3 separate regions of the Mus musculus genome follow, and all the other regions are linked to region 1. A link is a contact called in public promoter capture Hi-C data. All regions are on one chromosome and are shown on one strand. Each heading gives the region's core, a stretch centred on a gene start, on an enhancer-like site or on the middle of the called end of the contact. The rest is flanking DNA. Distances are from core to core; before and after follow the strand shown. Region 1 holds the start of Tob1 (transducer of ErbB-2.1). Region 2 holds the start of Ube2z (ubiquitin-conjugating enzyme E2Z). Region 3 holds the start of Zfp652os (zinc finger protein 652, opposite strand).

Region 1 (3,120 bases), core at 160-2,659:
GGTGAGTTGTGCTTTAACCTCTAGACAGGCATAGAAATGCCCGCCCTGCAGTGTTTAAGGGCAAGGCAGCACGGGGACCGGTTTTTTTCCAGGAAGCATGGCCCGAATGCCCAGGACAGGGAAGGGGAAGGCAGGGCCCTGGGCGTTTCATTCACTGCTGCGCTTTCTCCCCCCCCCCAACCCCCCCCCCCCTTCTCTCCGAGGCTCCCCCTCGACTTTCTCTCGCCTTTACCCAGTCCGAGTTTGACGTCGGTCTCCTGGAGACCAGACAGCCAATCGTCTGGCCGCTAAGGTCCAGTGCGACCAATCAGGCATCGTTGCTACCTGTGAGTAATTATTTTTAGCCAAGAGGAACGCCCCGTTCCACTCCGGACGATAACTCGGATTTCTGGGCTGCAGGTTGTGGAAACGGCGCCTATCCGCGCCCCTAGAGTCCCTGGCGTCCCTATTCCCTGGACACCTGTGCACAGTTCATAAACTCTCGCAGGTTCCTCAGCGAGGCCTCGTGTTTATTTTGTGGGCCTGGGTGAAAGTTCTCAAAATGCACGCGTGGGCACGCACACAGAGTCACACAGGCAGTTTGGCAGCGTGTCGCTCTCTGCGACGTTTGATATAAGACAATTTTTTTTTCTTACGGTCTCAAGCAACCCTCATGTCCGAGCTGCTGCCAGGTGACCCGGGGAGATTTGGCCAGGGGGAGCTGCAGAGGCAGTTAAACTGTCACCTGTGCGGGAGGTGCAGCGACGTGGCCTCCCTTCCCCACCCCCAGGTTCTGCAGTTGTCACTCTCGGGGTGGCAGTTGGCCTAGGCCCTGCGGGGATTAATACTCAATGAATCGGGAGCACGAGTCCCGGTTACCCCGGGATGGGCTGAGACCCACAGGCTAGCTCGCCCAGGAGTGGGGTTTTCCTCGGCCACAGTCGCACTCGCTCGGAAGCAGCCTTTTCCGTGTACTCTGCCCTCCCTCCCCCAGCCTCGGCTGCCCCTCCCGGCCGGTCCCCGCCGCGTCGCCACCTGCTCCCCCTCCTCCCCCCCCACCCCCCACCCCCCACCCCCAGGCCCCCGGGCCCTGCCACCCCATCCCTACCATCCCATCCCTACCCTTGTCCAATCCCCTTCCAAGGCCTCCCTTAACCCCTCCCCCAACCTCTCGGGACTCTCAGCTCATTGGTCACAGCGGCGTTCAGGAGGCGTGACCATCTATCAGCGGCCGTCTGGACGTGGGCAGGCGGGACTTGGCCAATGGCGTCGGGGGGCAGGGCAGGGGCGGAGTCGGCGCGGCCGGGGGGTGCCGGGTGGGGAGGGCGGGACTGTGACGCGAGCGGCGCGCACCCCCGCGGAGGCTGGGGGCGGGGAGGAGGCTATAAAACGAGAGGCGGGGCGCGCGCCGCGGCAGAAGGAGCGAAGCTCTGGCCCGGCGCGCAGAGGGCGCTGTACGGGGACGCAGGGCCGGGCCGCCGGGCTGTGTAGAGAAGCGAGCGCGCTCGTGTAAGCTTGCCGTCCCCGCCACCCCTGAGCCAGAGCAGCGAGCTCCCGGACCCGCCCGAGGCGTCCGTCGCGTGTCCGGCGGTGGCGACGTCTTGCACCCCGTCGCCTCGCCGCTCCCGACCCACCCGCGCCCCCGCCCGCTGCCCCTTCTCCCCCGCCCAGCCGCGGCTCGGCGGCGGCCGCAGCTCCGGAGCAGCTTGTAAGTACGGCGGGGCGGCGGCTAGGGGCCGAGGGAGTGGCTGCAGCGTCCTGCGAGCCCGGGTGTGGAGGGGCGGCCTCGGGGACCCAAGGGAATGGAGTGGCTCCGGGGACCTGGTCCGGAGGCTTGACGGCCGACGGGCAACCGGGAGGAGGGAGCACCCGGGGTGGGGGCAGCGGCGCCCAGGCAGGGGGAGGGGGCGCCGGGATACAGGGATCGGGCCCGGACCGGTGCTCCGGGATGCTGGCTAGGTCCCAGGAGCCTCGAGCGGGGAGCAGAGTGGGGGACGGCAGGGTCAGGTTACGGCGGGGGAGGGGAAGACTGGGCGGCCCGCGCCGCGACCTGCCGGTGCCCGGGCCGCGTCCCTGAGGCAGCTAAAGAGCCTGCTCTCCTTTTCCCCGGGCCGAGCTCCTCCTCCCGGAGCAAGTCTAGTAGTCTTCCTCCTCTTCCTCCTCCTCCTCCTCCTCCTCCTCCTCCTCCTCCTCCTCCTCCTCCTCCTCCACCTCCACCTCCTCTGGCTGTTGCTGCTGCTGTAGCGCTCGGGCTCCCAGCGCTGTGAGCAGAAATCTAATGAGACCCAACTGGCTGTTTATGTAATTCTTCACAGTCCTGTGTTAAGGCGTTGCTTTAAAAACCACCTTCCACCCAGCCTGTCTGGGCTCGGCTGCACCTTCAAGCAGTCCAGCTGAATCTGCTTTCTCTGCCTGCTCTTGGGTTTCGGCTTGGAAAGTGTAGTTTGGGGGCTACACGAGAGATTCTTTGCCCTTTGTCACCAAGAATATGGAAAATGGAACAGACGGATCCACACCAGTTTGATTATTTTAAATGCCCTTTTTGATCAACCTCGTTGTACAAATAGCTCTCCCTTGGAAATACCTCTCTTTGCCCTTGATCTTTTCTTATCCCCACCCAGTGCTGATCCAGCAAACGTTTAAAGGTCGACCTTTTCGCTCCAGCCTCTCCAGGGACTGCCCGTTTATCCGAAGAGGGAAGGAGATGGCTTTTAAAAATAAGAATAAAACTGAGAAACTCTGCCCTTTAAGCAGAGTAATCAATAGGAGTTTTAAGCTGCTTGTTTTTCTTATACTTGCAGCTGAGAGGAATTTCAGAATGTGTGTGTGTGGGGGGGGGGGGCAGTACACAATAAAAAAGAAAAAGGCTCCCAGAAGAGCAAGAGTGTGAGAGCCCTTGGCATGGTTAAAACTAGAGAGGATAATTTGGTTTCATTTACCAAGATGACAACTCATTTAGTACCTTTAATTTTAGTACCAGGTACTTTGAAAATTAAAAATAATTTTGTAACTTATAACATTTCCGAATATTTAACATAAAGCAGATTTAAATGTGATGTTTCCAAAAGGAACTAGGGATTCACTTCTAAAATGGTGACTAGCAAGGAAACTAATGACCAACTTGTAAAAGTGGAGTGTACG
Region 2 (3,120 bases), core at 426-2,925, 1.9 Mb after region 1:
TCAACTAGAATGGATCAGTTGAGAACTGGCTCAGAAGAAGTCAATTATGAGGAAGTCTGGGGACACAGAAGGGTAGCCGAACAAAGAAGTTCGTCCAGGCCAAACTCAAAGCTGTATCCAGACTAAGAGAATCAAACAGCTAAGGAGTTAAGTTAGGGGTGGCAATAACTGTGAAGTTGTTCTACGTCCGGCACTGTGCCAGGTACTTTACGTGCATGGTGTAGTTTTTTTTTATTAAAAACTTGGAAAATATGTAGCCGGGCAGACACCTGAGGGGACTTGGAATGTTTGGGATAATAGCCAGATAAGAGGCTAAGATGAAAAGACTAAGTCTGGTCACCAGGAAACAAGTTTCAAAATTAATAGCTCAACAGTCTTATCTTTTGCCATGCAATTGGTACCATACTAAGTGAGCACTTTTGCAAAACATATTTATCTATGAAGTGATACGATCTAAGATCGGTCACCCAAGACACAAGCACAGACAGGCCCTAGGCCTTTTGTTCCTGTATTTGAAGGGAGTACATCTGCTTTACAAAAGTAAACCAGACAACCTTGGGGGTAAATAATAGGAAAAAAGTTCTTGACTAAGATGTTACAATCCAGAGTGATAGTGAGAGATGGTAGGAACGCAGAGTTTCAGGGACAGGTGTGAGGGACAGTTTTGGGGTGATTGGAAAGGGGGTTCAAGAAATGATCTGGAAAGTCAGGGAGGCTCTCTAGACCCGTGGAAAGGGCCATATGGTGGGGAAACGAGGTAAGGAAAGGTAAAAAGGAAGACTGACTCGAGTCTGCAACTGGGCAATGCAGGTAGAGGATGTTCCAAGCGGGGACTCCAGAAGAGATGGAGAACTGATGGGTGGGGCCTGAGGGCAGCCTTTAGGTAAGCTGGTGGGGTAGGTTAGAGGGGAAGTGCGAAGGGCGGGACCGAGCGTTACAGAAGAGCAAAAGGGTCAGGTTTCGGGTGAACGGGAGGGGGTAGGGATAAGGCATCCGGAACGGAGCTGCAGGGCTCACCGGAGGTCGCTAAGGGGCGGGGTAGGCCCGAGGGCAATCGCGGATCTGTTTGGGCTGTAGGGCCGGGCGCTGAGAGGGCGGGAGGGAGGGAAAGGGCGACACTTAAGGCCCCCGTCAGTAGAGAGGCCCGCAGGGTTTGGGCCTGGAAGACGTGAGGCGGGAGAGAGCCCCGATGGGGAAAGGTGGGGGGCGGGGAAGGTCGAGCCCTGGAGCTCCGGGGTGAGGGAGGAAAAACCCCCGGCTCACCGCTTAATCCGAAGTAGACACTGTGGCGCGGTTCGCTCGCCGTCCCAGTCCGAGCTGAGCGTGGGGTCCCAATGGCTAAGCAGCGCGGCCCCGTGGGCAGCGGCCGAGGGCGGGAGTCCTGGCAGCGGAGCCAGGCCGCTCCCCGGTCCCCCGGCCCCGCCCGCCGCCGCCGCCGCCGCCCACACATCCGGCAGAAAAGGCGGCCCGAACCCGCCGCCGCTCCCGCTAACGCCGACCACACCGGCAACACCACTCGACCCTGGGCCCGCCGCCCCGGCGCCAGCCGTCGCCGTCGCCGCCTCCTCAGTCGGACTCTCCGCCATCGCTGCTTCGCTTCCGGGACTGCTCAGCAGCACGTCCGCCGACCAGAGCGGCCGCTGCTCCCGCACCACCGAGAGCCGGGCCAGAGTGTCCCCACCCTCGGCTTCCCCAGCCCGGGTGGCGCTGGCTCCGCCCACCTCCGCCCGGACCAGCGAGAGGCGTGCTGCCAGAGCGTCCACCCACGGTCCTCCAGAGCGGGGGGCGGGGGCTAGCGGACTAGCTGGCGCTCCAGGCCAGCGCAGATTCTGCGCCCCGCTGGAGATGCTGGTAGCCTTCCATGGTTAAAGGTTTTATGTTGGGAGAGTTGATGTCGGAGAAGACAGTTCAAAGAAGATGGAGAGACCCACAGCTTCTCTTTTAAAGGGAGGGACCATCGATGTTCAATCCTAGGGTAGGACTAAGGTCCACCTTCCCTGTAGGGCAATCGAAAGAAGAGCTTGAGTAGTTTAGGGCCCTTCACATCCCTACGGCTCTGTGCTGTATCATGTCTGGTCTTCTCCCCCATCGACTACTATTGTCGCCTGACTGCGGATGGACTAAGAGGAAGAACGGAATCAGAACGTGCGAATAAAAGACCACCTCATTTGAGTTTATTCGATATTTATTTATGAAGGGCATACTAAAGGCCAGGAGCTGTTGCTAGGCATTGCCCTGGAGATAATGACACAGAAGTTGACAGCTTGGTAGAAGTCAAGCATCAGGCTTGATTCCAAGCTCAGTACCTTTTCTACCCGCTAATCCTGGAGTTACGGGTTTGAAATTCTCAATTTCTTAGAACTATATTGAGATTTGTAATACGAAAATTAACTCTGACTAAGGGGAAAAGACCTTAACCTTGTTCTACTGACAGGAATATGAGTCTGTGTGTGTGTTTGCTAACTGTAGGAAAACCAGAGGTACCGCATGACTGAGAATTTACACAACCCTTTCAGCTGGTCTGAGACAACATCCGAAACAAACACATTGATACTCTATAGCAAAGTGTATGAATAGTTTTTGAGACAAGGTTTCCAATATGTAGCTGCTTACCTCAGCCTTCTTAGTGCTGAGATGACCGGCATAAGCCACCACACCCAATGAAATATTCATATTAACTTTAGTACATTTATGAAGATTCATTCTAGAACAAACAGCCAGAGCCTCACTTTGGATCTTGTTTTTTTTTTTTTTTCTTCTTCTTTTCCTCCCGAAGAAGCCTGGCTCCTGTGGTGGCACAGCTCGTAAGCTAAGCACTAGAGAGGTTGAGGAATGATGAGGGAACTATCGTACATAAATAGTTGAGGCCACAAATTGAGTTCAAGGCAATCTGGGCAACAAAGGGACACCCTGTCTCAAAACACAAAAACCAACAAGTGAAGAGCCTGCGTTCTGGACATTTGTGCGTTTTCTCAAATGGTCTGGGGGCGGGGGTCTGGGAATAGTGAATACATTATGTTTTGAAGCTGCCATTAATTGAGTGCTTAAGGCTACACATTGTTTATCTGCTTTATTTTACTTGTTCCTCTCACCAGCTCTGTGATAGAAGGACTGTTATTA
Region 3 (3,120 bases), core at 238-2,737, 1.5 Mb after region 1:
TGAAAGTGCTCGCTATTGAAAAACATGGCCCTAAGTTCCACAACTCTGGTTCCTGGCTTCTGGAGTCTAAGTACAATAAAACCCAAACACCTGTTTTTGGAAGGGGCCAAAGACAGAGTCAGCTCTTTATAAAGCTTCAAGCTCCTAACTTTGTCCCAGACTCAGGTCATTTTATTCCCTCGAAGGTTTGGGTGAGTGGGTTATGGCCGGCTGTTCTGGGAGAAAAAGTTAGCTGCATCTATATGGAAATTGTTTCTATGATGTGGGGGTCAGCTTTTGTGGAAGAACATTAATATCCTATGTTCTTAATGTTAGAAGAAGAGGGCTGGAGAGATGGCTCAGAAGTTAAAAGCTCTTCTTACTCTTACAGCGGACCTGGGTTCAATTCCTAGCCGCCCCCCCCCCCCCCGTCCTACAAGCCACTCATAACCCCAGTTCCAGGGGAATCCATCAAATGTCACAGGTGCACATGCACACATCCAGGTAAAACATTCATACACACAATGTAAAAGAAAGAAAGAAAGAAAGAAAGAAAGAAAGAAAAAATGTAGTAGAGCCCAACAATAAAAACCAACAATGTTAGGAGCTCCATTCAAGCTGTAGAGACCTTCAGAAGTTTGGTTTCTGGTGGGGAAGGGTTATCCTGATCTTAGGGATGTCATCTTGGGTCTTTTTCATGGAGACTTCACTTGCCAAGTCATTTCCTCTCCCTGTACACTAAGCACTTTCAATTACAGACACTCTCTTTTGGCTCTGAGCTTGGATAAATGCTACCTTGTTAGCTAATAGTACCATTAATTATATTAATGATTAATAGCTAATTAGTCATAATGTGGTCATGCTTCTTCCAATGGAGCCTTCCTTTCTTGCAACAGTTCTGGGACTCTAGCGCACGCGCGCACACACACAGACCACACAGACACACGCACGCACGCACACACTTCCCTATTTCTGGCCACAGGATGAGCCCAGCAGTCCATCCTGTTTGCTTACCATACTGGCGGTCTCTAAATCCCCCTAGTTGTAATCAACTATCCCATTTGTCTGGTGGATGGCTACTTCTTACAAGTGTCGCCCCTTCTATTTCTGTCACTCACTGACTGCTCTCTACTAACAAGGTGGCCAGCAATTAGGGTTTTTTTCTTTTTGAACCGTATTCCATAAGTCAAAGATATCTACTTCCAAATCTCACTCTGACCCACTTTTCCACTTTCTCCCCCCTTTGCACTTTTACGTTTTCTTATTTCTTAGGATCTCAAACCCCCTGCCCACAGATACTTCGTCTTCTGCCTTCAGGCTTCCTTTTGAAAACCACGCCCCCACCCCCTTAAGCGTCGCGCATGCGCAGCCCACGACTTTACCTGGGCGCTCGGGAGTGGGCGGAGTGGGCAAGGGCCGGGGGTGGAGCAGGCAGCCGGCGGTTATCTGCTCGGCTGAGCGCTCACATTGTGGCAGGAGGGAGAAAAGGTGCGCCCAGGCCGAGCCGAGGGCCGCGCATGCGCGCCGACCCCCATAGCCGGGGATGGGGTGTGTAGGGGGGGGAGGTGTCGGGATCCCGACCGCGCGGGGGGGAGGGGGGGGCGCGTGCAGGGGCGTGCGCGCGCGCGCGCTCCCGCCGGCCTCCCTGCCCCCTTCGCGCACGACATCCCTACAGCACACCCCCTCCCCCGCCGCCCGCCCCGCGCGCCGCCCGCTCCGCGGCCCCGCTCGGCCTCGCGCGCTCGGAAGGGAGTCGCGAGACGTCGGAGCGGCGGCCACGTAGCGCTGCGGCGGCGGCGGCGGCGGCGGCCGAGGCCGGGTCTGAGGATCGGCCCAGAGCGCAGACGTTGGGCAGGGGGAGGGGCCGGCACGGCGGGCGGTGGGGACTGGAGCGACGCGGCGCGGCGCGGCGACAGGCCCCCGCCGCGGGGATGGGCCGCCGAAGCGGCGGTGGTGGCGGTGGCGGCGGCGGCGGCGGCCCGGGTGAGTAGGAGCCCCTTCCCCGCGCTCTCGCCTCCCGCCGCGGCGGCGCCCTGGCAGCCGCGTTTCCTCTGCGCCCGGCCGGGCTGGCGGAGCCGGAGGAGCCTGCGCCGAGGCAGCTGCGTGCGCTAGGCCGGAGCAGCCCCCATCCGGCGGGCAGGCCCCGGGCGCTGCGCGTCTGCCGCTCTCAGCTTGGCCCGGGGTGCCGGCTCCGTACCCCCGCCCCCTCTCCCCAGCTTAGCTGCAGTTTTGCAGCGAGTGGGTTCGCCTCGAGGCCTGACGGGGTGGCCGGGGTGCACGGGTTAGTAGGCTGAGGAGAGCATTCTCTTGCCCTGCAGCTGGTGGCTTGCACCCACTACCTCCCCCGCCGTGCGGTTGCGCCCAAACCTCCAGCCCTCGAGAGTATTGTGGCACCAGGAGATAACACGCATGTGATGTACACTCGCCACCCGCAGCACCACACTCAGCCCAGTGGGCGATGCAGACCTTTCTCCACCCTCACTTCGTCCACCCCTCCAATCAGGCTTTACTAAAGAGTCCCAGGTCGGAGACACCAAAGAGAGGGATACCCCTGTTACATCTCTATGAAACATGTTCGTTGTCGAGGGATGACTATTGTAGAAATGATAGATGTCTCTGCTTTGCCTCGAAGTCAGTCTTTAGGATTTAAGATCCTGTATGCTCCTCTTTGAAGCGGGCCGGTCTTTGATTACATCTAGCTCATCCCTCCCCCAACAACAACATCAGGAACACGCGCGAGCACACACACACACACACACACACACACACACACATATATGCACACGCACACTCGCACACTTCCTGATTGCGGAACGGCCCCTGTCATTGCGGATCCATTGTCAGAAGTGGCTTGTGCCAATCAAAGGAATGTGCCTTTGGAGGAAGATGTTTTTTTCACAACCAAGCTACAGGATGTCAATCAGTCTTTGGTTCCCCTCCTGGATCTTACCCATGTTTAAGCACCTTCATGGTGTTTCCCTTAATGGCTTTTCCAGCGCGCTCTCAGTATCACCTGAACGACGTTCTCCCCCGACCTCTCCCACCTCCAGTTAATTAGATATCTACTGCACACAGTAATTTCATCGGTTTTGTTGTTGTTGTTGCTGTTGTTGCTGCTGCTGTTGCGGCGATGTTTAACAT

Evidence for each region. Promoter capture Hi-C pulls out the DNA fragments that hold promoters and counts their contacts.
Region 2: a promoter capture Hi-C map of pre-B cells shows a contact between it and region 1, with 4 times the contacts expected there. The contact joins the promoter of Ube2z here to the promoter of Tob1 in region 1. A contact is called at or near these places in 2 of 39 promoter capture datasets (liver and pre-B cells).
Region 3: a contact with region 1 is called in a promoter capture Hi-C map of pre-B cells, with 5 times the contacts expected there. The contact joins the promoter of Zfp652os here to the promoter of Tob1 in region 1. A contact is called at or near these places in 3 of 39 promoter capture datasets (liver and pre-B cells).

Annotation. Positions count from the first base shown.
Region 1 is chr11:94,210,045-94,213,164 of GRCm38.p6, forward strand. Tob1 (transducer of ErbB-2.1) reads left to right here and starts at 1,410. Exons shown (of 2, transcript NM_009427.2): 1 at 1,410-1,687.
Region 2 is chr11:96,063,689-96,066,808 of GRCm38.p6, forward strand. It overlaps Ube2z (ubiquitin-conjugating enzyme E2Z), which reads right to left and starts at 1,676. Exons shown (of 7, transcript NM_172300.3): 1 at 1,264-1,676. The coding sequence starts at 1,586.
Region 3 is chr11:95,711,267-95,714,386 of GRCm38.p6, forward strand. It overlaps Zfp652os (zinc finger protein 652, opposite strand), which reads right to left and starts at 1,488. Exons shown (of 2, transcript NR_045780.1): 1 at 1,362-1,488.